Regions from separate parts of the Mus musculus genome. Here regions 1 and 3 are each linked to region 2. Evidence: chromatin contacts called from public promoter capture Hi-C data. All regions are on one chromosome and are shown on one strand. The core of a region is the stretch at or near the end of the contact, and the rest is flanking DNA. Distances in the headings are between cores, read along the strand shown. Region 1 holds the start of Ccdc93 (coiled-coil domain containing 93). Region 2 holds the start of Tmem177 (transmembrane protein 177). Region 3 holds the start of Tsn (translin).

Evidence for each region. Promoter capture Hi-C pulls out the DNA fragments that hold promoters and counts their contacts. Capture Hi-C pulls out chosen DNA fragments and counts their contacts.
Region 1: a contact with region 2 is called in a promoter capture Hi-C map of pre-B cells. The contact joins the promoter of Ccdc93 here to the promoter of Tmem177 in region 2. A contact is called at or near these places in 1 of 39 promoter capture datasets (pre-B cells), 2 of 484 Hi-C or Micro-C datasets (CD4 T cells and CD8 T cells), 1 of 115 datasets of contacts at active chromatin or transcription factors (large pre-B cells) and 2 of 9 other capture datasets (adipose tissue and liver).
Region 3: a promoter capture Hi-C map of adipose tissue shows a contact between it and region 2, with 2.9 times the contacts expected there. The contact joins the promoter of Tsn here to the promoter of Tmem177 in region 2. A contact is called at or near these places in 2 of 39 promoter capture datasets (hippocampal neurons and pre-B cells) and 2 of 9 other capture datasets (adipose tissue and liver).

Annotation. Positions count from the first base shown.
Region 1 is chr1:121,429,255-121,433,571 of GRCm38.p6, forward strand. Ccdc93 (coiled-coil domain containing 93) reads left to right here and starts at 1,813. Exons shown (of 24, transcript NM_001025156.2): 1 at 1,813-2,003. The coding sequence starts at 1,962. It overlaps Gm35243 (a long non-coding RNA gene), which reads right to left and starts at 1,814. Exons shown (of 2, transcript XR_387343.4): 1 at 1,693-1,814; 2 at 1-975.
Region 2 is chr1:119,911,394-119,915,656 of GRCm38.p6, forward strand. It overlaps Tmem177 (transmembrane protein 177), which reads right to left and starts at 1,790. Exons shown (of 2, transcript NM_175106.4): 1 at 1,740-1,790. All of the region lies in intron 2 of Gm28209 (a long non-coding RNA gene), which reads left to right.
Region 3 is chr1:118,309,981-118,314,525 of GRCm38.p6, forward strand. It overlaps Tsn (translin), which reads right to left and starts at 1,366. Exons shown (of 6, transcript NM_011650.4): 1 at 1,021-1,366. The coding sequence starts at 1,086.

The sequences.
Region 1 (4,317 bases), core at 563-3,062, 1.5 Mb after region 2:
GTGGCACACAGTCTTCTGCTGCCTACAAATCAAGATGTAGAACTCTTGGCTCCTCTGGGACCAAGTCTGCCTGCATACTTCCATGCTTCTTGCCATGATGATAGTGGACTAAACCCCTGAAACTGTAAGCCAGCCCCAATGAAATGCTTTCCTTTATAAGAGTTACCCTAGAGGCCGGGCGTGGTGGCACACGCCTTTAATCCCAAAGCTTGGAGGCAGAGGCAGGCAGATTTCTGAGTTCAAGGCCAGCCTGGTCTACAGAGTGAGTTCTGGGACAGCCAGGGCTATACAGAGACCCACCCCCCAAAAAAAAAAGAGTTGCCCTAGTCATGGTCCCAAGAATTGCTATCATAGAAGCTGGAGAGATGGCTTGGTAGTTAAGAGCTCTTACTGCTCTTACAGAGGACCTAGGTTTGATTCCCAGTGGCTATGAGATAGCTCATAATTTTCTGTAATTCAGGTACCAGGGGAACCTCATACCCTCGAATTTCTTTGAGCCAGAGGCATGCACATGGTATGTAGGCATACATACAGGCACAACAGTCATACACCTAAAATAAAATAATAAATCTAAGAAAAAACAATCAAAAGTTATCAGAGATATTAAGAGGAAGAAAGGAAGCAAACACAAAACCTCTTTAATGGCAAGAAGCATATGTTTTTCCAGTTTTCCACCCGTCCTTCAGTAAAGATCTCTCCTACAGCAGAAGACTTCATGTCACTTCTGCCTCCATCTCTTACAAAATGAAAATAGGCTGGTAAGCTGTTCTGCAGCAGGTGCTGGGCTGGCAGGAAAAAGACAACCCTTTTGTATAGCTGCCATCCTCTGGGACAGACAAGGGGCACATTGCATAAGTGGTACAGCAGCTAATCGTATGTGATCACCGGACTCTGCATTTTACAAAACATGTCCCCAGAAAGATGCAGGGTGTCAGGATGAGATGGGTGAGGATTATTTTCCAAAACAAAATTTTCCTGGAAATAAAATGCAGAGACTAGGAAGGAACAAATGTAATGATCTCTTTTTGAGTTCTCTGTCCCCAGGTCCACATGTTAATAGCTGGCACAAGAGTGTGTTAAACATGGCTGGAACTGGGTCTTAGCTGGGACTGACTCAGGAGCTGGGAGCTGTCCAAGCCAGGCTTGGAAAGAACCAAACTCAGAATCTGATACCCAGGGAAAGGAAAGGGAGCCAGAAGGCAAGAGATCCTCACGACACAGGGAAATAGCTTTTAAGAAGCTCCGTGAAGGCCAAGAAACTAGAAAGTGGGAATAGTTAAAAGAACTCTGGTGATATAACAGTTGAAGGGAGAAATACTAGAGGTAGAAGGATTTAAGAAGGGAAGGGACCGGCAAGGAGATGGTAGAGAAAAGAGGGTGGGTGTTCAAGTAAAACTAAGGATATATGAAAATGCCATAAGGAAACGTGCTACTTTGTAAACGAAAAAAAAAAAAAAAAAAAAAAAAAGGAACTGATCATGGTGGCGCATTCCTATAAACTATAGGGGAACAAAGTCATCCTTAGGAAGTGCTAAGCCAGGCTGGCTAAGACACTGTCTCAAGGAACAAAAAAAAAAGAAAAAAAGAGGAACAATAAGAAAGCATTTTAAGAAAACTTAGGAAAGAAAGGAAAAAGTAGGAAAAGAAAAAAGAAAAAGAAAGAGAAACATTTTTAAAAGAAAGAAAAAGTACCTTAGGAGGAATCTTGAGTTCAGCACCTCCTCTGAGGGGAGGATCGGTTACTCGGGATCCAGCCCCGCCCAGCAGTGCTGGCTGTCCTTGCGCAGGCGCAGTGGTTCCTCGCTTCAGCACTAGTGCGCATGCTCCGCGGGGCCACGGTTCTCCGACCTGCTGTGGTAGTGTCAGCTCCTGTGAAGGAAGTTTCCGCTTTGCACCCCACCCGGATCACAGTTCGGTTGTAGGGCCCGCTCTCTCCGGCTCCACATCAGCGCATCTGGATCATGGGGTTACCCAAGGGGCCAGAGGGCCAGGGACTCCCGGAGGTGAGGACCTCTGTCCCTGACACCCTGGGGTTGCTGGGGAGAGAGGGCCGAGCCCAGGGCGGCGGGCAGGGACCAGCCTGGGGTGGCGGGGACACTGTCTATGGTTGCTCAGGTGTGTCTGTCCCAAGGCGGGCCCTAGGTACCCTGGAGGGGCAGCTGACTGGTCCCCCGGCGTGCCAGGGTGCATCGTGTCGCTGGGTGCAAACTTAAGGGTTCCTGGGTCCTCTGGGGACAGAGGAAACATCCAGATCCCGGCCCAGATGCAACCTCACACATCACGAGGTCCCCGGGAATTCCTATCTCGGGTTGTCTGGAGGCCCCTCACATTGCGAGACTGGCTTCCCCCGGGCCAAGGCTGCTGCGCTTAGGAGTCTCAGCAGTCACGAGATGAGCGGTGGGACTGTCCTGCTCCCGGTGTGCAGGGGGCGGTGACCTTGGGACACACACCTTCTGCGGGACCCATGTGGCCAGCCTTTCATTCCCTTTTGTCAGGAAGGCACGCTACCTACCCGGCTTGTAGCCTCCTGCCCCTCCCCCCGTCCCACGGGCCGGGGAGGGTGAAGGAAGTTTGGAAGCTCTGCGCACATCAGGGTGATGACAGAGTTGAGGACACTCTCTCCTGTGGTGCCTGTGTCGGGACAGGAACATGCTGCGTGTTCTAAGGAGGGAGGACCTTTTCAGAAATGGTTTAGTCGAGTACTCAGCCAGTACTCATTCGATCCTATGAACAGGACTACCACGTAGGCTGGGAAGAAAAGTGCAACCACTCTCTAACGGTGGGCTACCGTTAGAGCTTGGCTGTGGGATTTCCAGTTGTCCTCCTAGTTGCTTTACTCAAAGCTCTGAGCTTAGAGAAGAGTCCCAGTTTCCAGAGAGAATTAGGGAACACCTCTAAGGCACCTGGATCTCTTTCTAAGGCTGGAAGGCAGGCTTTGGCAGAGGTGTGGTGTGCCTATTTGACACTGTGCCTAGTGCCCGTTCTTATTCAGCTGCGCCGATCTTGCTTCCCCGTGCCCCTCACAAATCCTTCTGTTACATCTTCATCCTACTCATTACAGAGTCGAAGTGTTCTGTGTCCAGGTGATGAAGGGTGGGTATGTGTGGCCCTGGGTTAGGTAAAGTTTCATGGGGTCTGGGTTGTAATAGTTCAGATTTTCTTTGCCATGTAAAAATCTCTGTCTGTCTGTCTCTCTCTCTCTGTCTGTCTCTCTCTGTATGATGAAGTGCATATGTGAGCATGTGTGGAGGTCAGAATAGAGCCTCCCATGTCACCCTCATGAATGCTGAAAACCTCCTTTGAGACAAGTACTCATTGGCCTGGCACTTCCCAATAGGCTAGATTGGTTGGCCAGTGAGACCCAGGGATCTTTCTGTCCCTGGGATTACAAGTGCACAGTACCATGGCTGGTGTGTTTATATGGGTCCTGGAGATTGAACTCTGATCCTCATGTCGTGAGGCAAGCGCTGGGCTATTGTTGCAGCTTTAAGGCTTTTCTTGGCCGTCTGCTATGGAGTCCTGTGTAGGGCTTCCAGTTCTACCCTAGTTCCTTCAAACTAGTGGAAGTTTTTCTAAAAGTAATAAACACACCACTTTCATGAGTAGGTGTGACTCCTCATAGATAGCCAGGAGGCTGGGTCTGATTTGTTACTCTTTTCTAGCTTGTTCTACATCGTGAGTTCTGGAGCAGCTGTGGGTAGGGAGATGAGAGGGGTGGGCATACATAGTGAGATCCTGTCTCAAAAAAGAAAAAGCAAAACACAGAAAGACCAAAATGACTGTTATAGTGTGCACACAGATATAGACTTAAAAAAAAGATATAAAGGCTAAAAGCTAGCATGAGTATAAAGTTGAAAAGCTCCAAATACCGAGGGTTTAGGGCAGAGTGCTTACATATGTGCCTGAGCTCTGGGTTCTGTCCCCAGCACAGTGAACAGTGAGGGTGGGGTGCCTGTAATCTCAGCACTGGGGAGGCAAGAGAACTAGGAATGCAAGGTCACTGTCCACATAGAGGAATGGAGAAGGCCAACCCTGGGCCACAGGAGACCCTTTCTTAAAAGACAAAACAAAATTGCTGTCACCTGGCTCTCACTAATCCAGTTAACTCCTGCTGGTCAGGTTTTGAATCCCTTTGTGTGTATATGAAAGAAAGCAATAGCTAGACCCTTCCAGCTTCTGAGAGCTACAGTGCAGGGCAGATGGGAGCTTCTCTGGCCTTGTTTAAGAGCTCTCTGCGATCCATCTCTATCAGTCTCTGGTTATGAATTTATTTCCCTTTACTTACGTATATGTCCATGTGTCTGTATGTGCGAGTGA
Region 2 (4,263 bases), core at 540-3,039:
GGTTTACTTCCAGGATCCCCACAGATACCAAAAATCAAAGACCATCAGTTGCTTTATATAAATAGCATAGCATTTGCATATGAGCTCTCATAAAATATATATATATATATACCCACCTCTCACATACTTTAAGTTATCTCCATACTACTTATAATACCCACTACAACACAAGACTACATATAGAGCTAGACTACGACTAAAATGTCTGCCTGCTCAGCAGACACAGTTTTGCTTGCATATTTTCAGTTCTTGGCTGATTGAATATGCATGGACACAGACAGCCAACTGTACTAGGAAATACATGTAACACTAATAAACACAGGGAATATTTAAACGCACACATTTATACATAAATACTATATGTGCATATCCTTAGAGGATTAGATTCAAGATACAAACATTCCAAGATCCTCACATGCTCATCTCTTACAAAAAGGCTTAGTATTTGTTATTACAGAACCTATTACAATGCAAACACTACATTTGTAATTTGTGATGCTATATTGCTTAGGAATTAAAGGCCAGAAAATAAAGCCATGTTCAGTACAGATACAAATTTTCCTTCCAAAACATTTTTTGATATGTAGCTGGTGGTATCACCAAATATAGAGTCTGAGGACACAGAGAATTCACTGGATTCAGTCAGTCTAAGAAAAAAAAAATCATACTTCAGAGCCCATACCACAACAGTTTATTTCCAGCTGTGAAAAGGGATGCAGCTGGACAGGTTTATTGGCCAAAACCACAAGTGGCAGTGTCACATGCTGCCTAGTGTCCCTACTTCCACCAAGCTCCCATGGTTGAGCCACATTTCCATTATCTTACGAGGTGGCTGTATTTGGAGCTTCGGCCTATCATTGAAATAGAAACGGAAGGTTCGTGGGATAGCAATACTCAGATCTCACTGCTTTCGAGCTCAGATCCGGACACATACAGAAAAAATACCACATGAAGATCCAGGGGTAAGATGGCCATTTGTTAGCCTTGCTGAAATACCCAGGGAGCCTAGCTTGGCCACACCTGAGTCTTGGACCTCCAGCTCTGGAACTAAGAAAAAATAAACTCCTGTTGTTCAGGTCATTCCTCATGAGACACTTTTCTTGGCAGGCTAACCACTGATAGCAAAGGTTCGGTATTTGATCACGGGCCGTTAGAGATTCATAGCAAGCTGTTCACCTTAAAAATGTTATCTATTATATATACACAAACAGACCAAACAGACCATCCACCTCACTCATTAGCAAAGTTAATATTGTTTTTAAAGTTAATTGGTGGTGGTTTTTTTTTTGAGACAAAGTCTCACAGGCGCACTTTTGAATATTCTGGGCACCTTATTTCGTCTGTGATTATGTCACTATGACTGTTATTTCTCTTTGGATGAAATTTCACTTTATTCCTATCTCCGCGAAGCGTTTGATTAGCAATGTACTACTGTAAACAAAACGTAGGGTTCTGTATCACTCATTTAACTCATTCTTTCCAAGAGGAAACTGAGGCTAGAAAAGACAGGGTCCTTGGAAGGGAACAAAAAAAAAAACAAAAAACAAAAACAAAAACAACCTCTCCCGGGTCGGCCTCTGAGTCTCGCAGTTGGCCTAGAAGCAGGTGTAGGCTCTGGCTTTAGAAGAGCTCTCAATGTGATTCCGCCCTGACACATACCGGGCTGCTTCCAACAACCGGAACATGACTGAACCCGGAAGCTGGACATAAGAGAACTCACAGCCAAGAGGAGAGCTTACCTCGGTAGCAACCTTAGAACACGCCGCTCCCGCGCCGGACTGAGCAGGCGCAAAGCACGCCGGTCTGGGGGCCTTTGTGGGCGGGGCCTTTGTGGGCGGAACGGGCGTTGTGGGCGGGGCTTGGAGCAGCGCTTCTGTTCTGGTCCTGAGGTCTGCTCTCTAAGGTCTTATTCAGGGCGAGGTGGAGCAGTTTGAGGACTTTGTTATCCAATTCAGCCGTGTCGCGGCGCCCTTCGGAGCCAAGATAGAGACCTGCTGGCCCGGATTTCTGTAGCGCCGAATAGGTATCTGTGCAGTACGCTGGGAGGAGAGCTAAGCTTAATGAGAAAAGCGAGGACAGAAAGGTCTGGAATTGCTGCCAGTGACCGCTGCATTCCGAAGGTCAAGTGACCTTGTGAGACCAGCAAGAATTGTGGTCTAAAGCCGGGTGTGGTGGCACACGCCTTTAATTCCAGCACTCCGGAGGCAGAGGCAGGCGGATTTCTGAGTTTGAGGCCAGCCTGGTCTACAAAGTGAGTTCCAGGACAGCCAGGGCTATACAGAGAAACCCTGTCTCGAAAAACAAAACAAAACAATACAAGAAAAGAAGTGTGGTGTAGACCATATTAGAGTTAAGTAATAAGTACTTACTAGAAGGCACACCCAACAAATGGTAGATGCGTGGATACACAAATGTGCGCTCATTCATTTATAGGTGAACTTGGATGTTGCTCCTCAGGAGACAGCTGACCCGTTTTTGGAGATAGGGTTATCTCACTGGCATCTGGGGTTCAGCAATTAAGGTAGCCAGCCTGATCAAGTGAGCCCCAGGGGTCTGCCTGCTTCTGTCTCCCCAGGGCTGGGATTACAATCATACACCATTAACAGCCAGGTTTTTGGTTTTGTTTGTTTTTATGTGGCTGCTGAGGACTGAGCTCAAGTCTGCATGCTTTTGTGGCAGTCACTTTACCACTTCAGCCATCTCATTAATAGTCTGAGGAGTTTTCTAAAAAAACAGTGCCCAGGGGCTTTGGGTGTTAAAATAATACTCACCATTGCTAGTGTTTTCATTACTATTCAGTAGGTTAGAGCTATCTCATATCTTTAAGCATAAAGTCTGTTTACAAATATTACCTTAATACATCCAGGAATTTCTGTATAAAGATATTATTCTACTTGGTTTATAGTCAACTTTCAATTAATCCACACACCTTACAGATTATCTTCCTTATTTATATCTCACAATTTCCTTTTTTGTTTTGAAAATCAAATTTCCTGAGACATCTCAAACCACACTTTGGGTGAACTTAGTTGATGTTTTGGTTTGGTTTGGTTTGGTTTTTAAGATATGATTTCTCTATGTAGCTGTGGCTGTCCTGGAACTCATTCTGTAGACCAGTCTGACCTCAAACTCAGAGGTCCACCTGCCTCTACATCCTGGGTGCTGGGATTAAAGGCCCACACCACAGCCACCACCAGCCACCACCCCCTCCCCAGCTTAGTTGGTCCTTTAAAACACACTTACCCCCAGTATTACTCAGATTCTCCAGGGAACGAGAACCTGGAGTGTGAGAGTATGTGCGAAGAAGTTTAATAAAAAGCATTGGTTCCATGGCCATGGGGGCCCGGATCTTTAACCCCAACACTTGGGAGGCAGAGACAGGCAGATCTCAATAGTCCATACAACTAAGAAGGCCAAAGACCCAAGCTCTACTCTCAGATAGTTGAACAGCCAGGATTGCTTACGGCCTAGCACTGGTCAAACCCTGAAGCCCCCAGAGCAAGAGGATCAATGCAAAAGTTCTGACCTGAGTCTTAATCCAGAGCCAGGAAAACACCAATGCCCCAGGCTGAGTGCTTTGCTTTTTCAGCATTAAGAACTGAACTCCTGGGTCTCGGTGAAGCTCTTACCACCCTTAGCTATGGCCCGGGGGAGGGAGAGAGCTCTTCCTTAGACCAGACTGTTGTTGTGGTCATGTTAGGCATGATGTTAGCTGTGGAAGGGACTAACAAACAGCCCATCAATATGAGGTATGTGGAACAATGGATGGCCAGTTAAGTCCGAGAAACAGGGTGTAAAGATTATGGTGGTCATTGACTAGCTGGTGGTCCAGATATCAAGACTACTGTGCTCTTTGTTGCATCTCTACAGTAAGGGGTAAAGTCGGAGCCATAACAGCAGCTGTGACTCCTGGCCAGATGCATTGGACTGGTCAATATCTGTCATGGAGCAGGGAGGTCCTTGGGAGGCCTCACCCCTCTGAGAGAACCTATGGGCAAGTTAATGGATGCTGGAGAGAGAAAGACGTTTTCTTCAGTCATGTAGCCTCTGGGGCAATGCTTGTGCTCCTTCAAATAACTCCCACCCATGCTCCTGTAAGCAACCCTCATGAAATCCATTGTTATACACTGAGAGATGAAAGTAGAAGAGAGAGTAATTAAGAAGCAGCAGATCGCCGGGCGTGGTGGCGCATGCCTTTAATTCCAGCACTCTGGAGGCAGAGGCAGGCAGATTTCTGAGTTCGAGGCCAGCCTGGTCTACAAA
Region 3 (4,545 bases), core at 116-2,615, 1.6 Mb before region 2:
AAGGGATTCTTCAGGTGTGAATCCAAACTCTTCCAGTAATTTCTTCTTGTCACAACTCAAGGAGCTGCTAAAAAAGCCTCAAATTCTACAAGTAGCCGTGAAAGAAAAATAGCCACCTGCTCAAGAACCCAACTGAGACACTATATAAATGAATAACTGACAATGTAAATGTTCTCTATAGAACAAAAACTTAAATACAAAGTGGTGACTGATTTTCATTCATTCATTTTGCACACATTCTCTGAGCACATTTAGTTATGGGCATTATGCAAACATCAGAGACGCAAGCAACTCCTTCTAGCAATAGGACGGATAAATGGGTTTTTTTTTCTCAATTTCTCACGATTTTAGGAGCTAACAGAAAAGCAGTCAAAATAAGGACTATAAATTTTGCACGTGTTAATTTCAGCACTGAAAACGCTGAAGGCTACAGGTTCGAGTTCGAGGTCACCCAAGGCTACTACACATCAAGATCCTGTCTCACGCGCAAAAGGAAAACAGCCAGAGAGCAGAAAATAAACTAATTCCAGCAAAAGCAGATAATACAACCAAGGGTCCTCAGACAGAGCAATATCTGGAGCATTAGACGAATAAAAAGTTAACTTAAACACACACACAGTAACGAGTGTAAATAAAAGGAGAGCGGGGAAAGAGACCTTGTGAGCCACCGGAGAATCTAGATTTTTTTTAAATTTTTTATGCGGGATGAGAAGCTACAGAAGAGCTTTTTGCTTAAAGAAAGACCGCAAGTGCTATTTAAAAAAAAAAAAATACCAGCAGCCAATATAGAAAAGATGTGCTGGTTAGCCACGGGCGTTAACCGAGCCTGGGACTGGAATACTGAACTAGGAAAGGTGATATTCTAAGAGGTACATGACGCTGAGAAGTCGAATCCGGAACCAAGAGGCGGCCTAACCTAAACCCATCGGGCCTGAAAACGAGAGACCGAGCAGGACCAGGCCAACTGGACCAGCCTGGCTAGGAAAAGAAAAAAAGGAGATGGGGAGGAAGGGGGCTCGCCTCTCGGATGTCCTGCTCGGCAGCCAAAAAGCCCTGCAGCTCCACGAAGATCTCGCTCACAGACATGGCGCTGGCTGCCCTACAATCAGTCAGCACCGGAGCACCGCCGAAGAAGTACGACCCACAAACAAGTAGCGGACTCGCTCGCAACGCCCGTCGCCGTCGCCACTGCCGCGTCCACTAGCCCTTGCGCCAAGGCTGGCGCCGGGGTCTTCCCACACCCGCGGCGCACCGGAGCCCGGGCTGCCCGCCGCAATGCCTGAAGCGCCGCGCGCACAGTCCCGTGCCGCGCTCTTGCCCAGAATCCCGACGGCAGGGCCGAGCCTCGCCTGCCGCCCGCACGTAGGCATCTCCGGAAACAGCCCTACGTAGGGGCTTCAGTGGCCCGTGGCCGTAGGCCGGCTGATAGGCAGCTCCAATTAAGGAGGTGGGGATTCGCAGATAGGCATCTAGGAAAACAGCCGGTTGGGGGGGCGGGGGGGGGGTCCTTAGGGACACTTGGCTCGTAGAAGGCGGGGCCAGCGAGTGGCGCGGTTTGCTTATCCATGTTATCTGTGTACTTCAAGCAAGGGAGGGAAGTTATACTTCTGTCTGCTCAACAAAGAGCATGCATAAACTGAATGGGGAAGAATGGCGAGAGAATGTAATCCGATAAATGAAAAATAATAAAAGACTATAATCTAAATAAATATTAATGAATAAAAATATTATCTTCGGGTCTGGAGAGATGGCTCAGCGGTTAAGAGCATCGACTGCTCTTCCAGAGGTCCTGAGTTCAATTCCCAGCAACCACATGTTGGCTCTCAACCATCCATAATGGGAACTAATGCCGTCTTCTGGTGTGTCTGAAATGCAATGTACTCATATGCATAAAATAAATAAATCTACCAAAAAAAAAAAAAAGAAAAGAAAAGAAAAGCGTGTTACTGTAACCTTCAACCAGGGACTACACTTCAGCTATGAACGTGCTTCAGGGCTTTGAAGTCCTTGTACATGATCTGCCTCACAGCTATCCTATCCTCCCAATGAGTATCATGAAGATCTCTCTGGTCTTGAGCAGTCTTGAAGAGGCCAGAGTTCACCTTGTAGCTCCTGCCAGCTGCTTCTCCACCTGATCACCGAGTGCACTTTCTGAATGAGCTTGGATGGAGTACTTCCTGTTATTTCTTTGAAAGAGTATCGTCTGTGGTGGCGTGAGGGCTCTTAACCATCGAAAGGGAGAGATTGACAAACTTTAGCAGTTAAAGGTTTGTCACCAAGACTGACAGTCTGATGGAAGGAAAGAACCAACTCCCACAAGTTGTCCTCTTCAAACACACACACTACACTCACACACACACCAAGTAAATAAATGTGTAATCTTTGATGGACAGTCTCATACTCTCCCCCAGCCCAGAAAATCTATTTTAACTACAAAAGAACCATTCTTTGAAGGAGCAGGAACTAGCCAAGACACCCACTTGTACAGGAACTGTTTTTGATCATGTTCTGGACCCAGTTTCCTCATAACTTAGTAAGAAATATTCTTTGGGGGGGGGGGTCGAGAAAGGGTTTCTCTGTGTAGCCCTGGCTGTACTGGAACTCACTCTGTAGACCAGGCTGGCCTCGAACTCAGAAATCTGCCTGCCTCAGCTCGAACTCAGAAATCTGCCTGCCTCAGCCTCCCAAGTGCTGGGATTAAAGGCATGTGCCACCACTGCCAGGCTTGTGGGCTTTTTTTTTTTTTTTGAAAGAATATTGTAAGTGCCCTTTACCTTTCACTGGAATTTAGAATTTAGATACCTTGCTAAGCATGGGAGAAGGGATTCTTTTGATCTTAAAGCTTTTCTATTCCAACAGCCAATCCCTTCTTTTGTGTTCTTCTGTTTTGTTTTGGTAAAGAATATGTTAGATCTCAAAGAAACACATCTCAGAACCTTTGGCTCCTCCCAACACTTCTCACCAGCCCCCTACCCCAAACCTCTCCCAGGGCCTGGGCTTCAGCTTCTCTTCCCCTACTTTCTCCTCCCTATAAAAAAAAAAAAAAATGTGGCTACACACTCTCTTCATCTCCCAGTCCTTGCACCTCCTCTTCTGTTCCTCTCTCACTCTCCCACCTCTCTCTCCTCTTGTTGTCAGCTTCATATCTACAATAAACCCTTCTCAACCATACCTTGGAGTGGCCACTTCCTTGTTTTTTATTAATTAGGGTCTTAACTAGGCTAGTGTTTAACTCATTACGAAGCTAAGGACAGCCATGAACCTCCCGATCTTCCTGCCTCCACTTCCCCAATGCTGGGATGACAAGCATGGACCACCAGGGTCTGCTTTAAGTCATCATTTGACCAAATTTCCATGGCTGCCATTTTCTTCAAGTACCTTTTGAGAAAGTTTCCAAAAACCCAAGTTCAGGATGTGGTAGACACAAGGACAGTGGCTCCAGCAGCAACATTTGGGAAGAGTGGCTTGTGGGTGTTAGGAGCATCGTACTATCCACTCTCAAATGGACTCTCAAAAATTCTCCTCTGATTGACAAATAAAATGTAAAAATGACAAGTTTATTTCAAAATTAACTCTATTCTTAACTTTTCAATTACGCCTATTTACTCACTGTCTGTGTGTTTGGTTTGTATGGGCATATGTGAAGATCAGAGGACAATAGAAGTCAGTTTCGGGCTGGTGAGATGGCTCAGTGGGTAAGAGCACCCGACTGCTCTTCCGAAGGTCCGGAGTTCAAATCCCAGCAACCACATGGTGGCTAACAACCATCTGTAACAAGATCTGACGCCCTCTTCTGGGGTGTCTGAAGACAGCTACAGTGTACTTACATATAATAAATAAATAAATCTTTAAAAAAAAAATAGAAGTCAGTTTCCTGTTTCTACCATGGGAAACCTGGAGTTCACGCTCGGGTCATCAGGTTGGGAGGCAAATGTCTTTAAACACTAAAATACTACCATTGCACTGTCTGGAACCAAAGGAAAGAAAACAACTGACTTAGAAAATAAATTCCCAAATCTGCTATGGTGACACACGTCTTTAGTCCCAGCACTCGGGAGGCCAAAGCAGGCAGATCTCTGAGTTTCTGAGGCCATCATTATCTGCAAAATGAGTCTTTGACAGTCAGGGCTCTTACACAGAAAAACCTGTCTCAAAAAAACAAAATAATAATAATAACAATAATAATAATAGAAAATGAACTTCCAAGTAGACCAGATTTATAAAAACATAATCTCTACCATTGCAATTGGTCCGAGCTTGTTAAAGCAATTATGGAAACACTTAGGTGCAGCAATAGAACTGAATGGTGAAAAATTCAAAGATACCTTAGATTAAAACACCACAAAGTGCCATACTTTTGGATCCACAGGACAGCCTTGCTAACGAGCAAATAATAACTGCTCTCACTACACAGAAATTAAACCTCACAGAGCAAAGCATGAGGGCTACATCTGCTTGTAAGCTCAGCAATTGGGAAGCAAGAAGATCATGAGTTCAAGGGCAGCCCAGGATAGCACACAAGGCCATGTGTTCAAAGTTGAACAG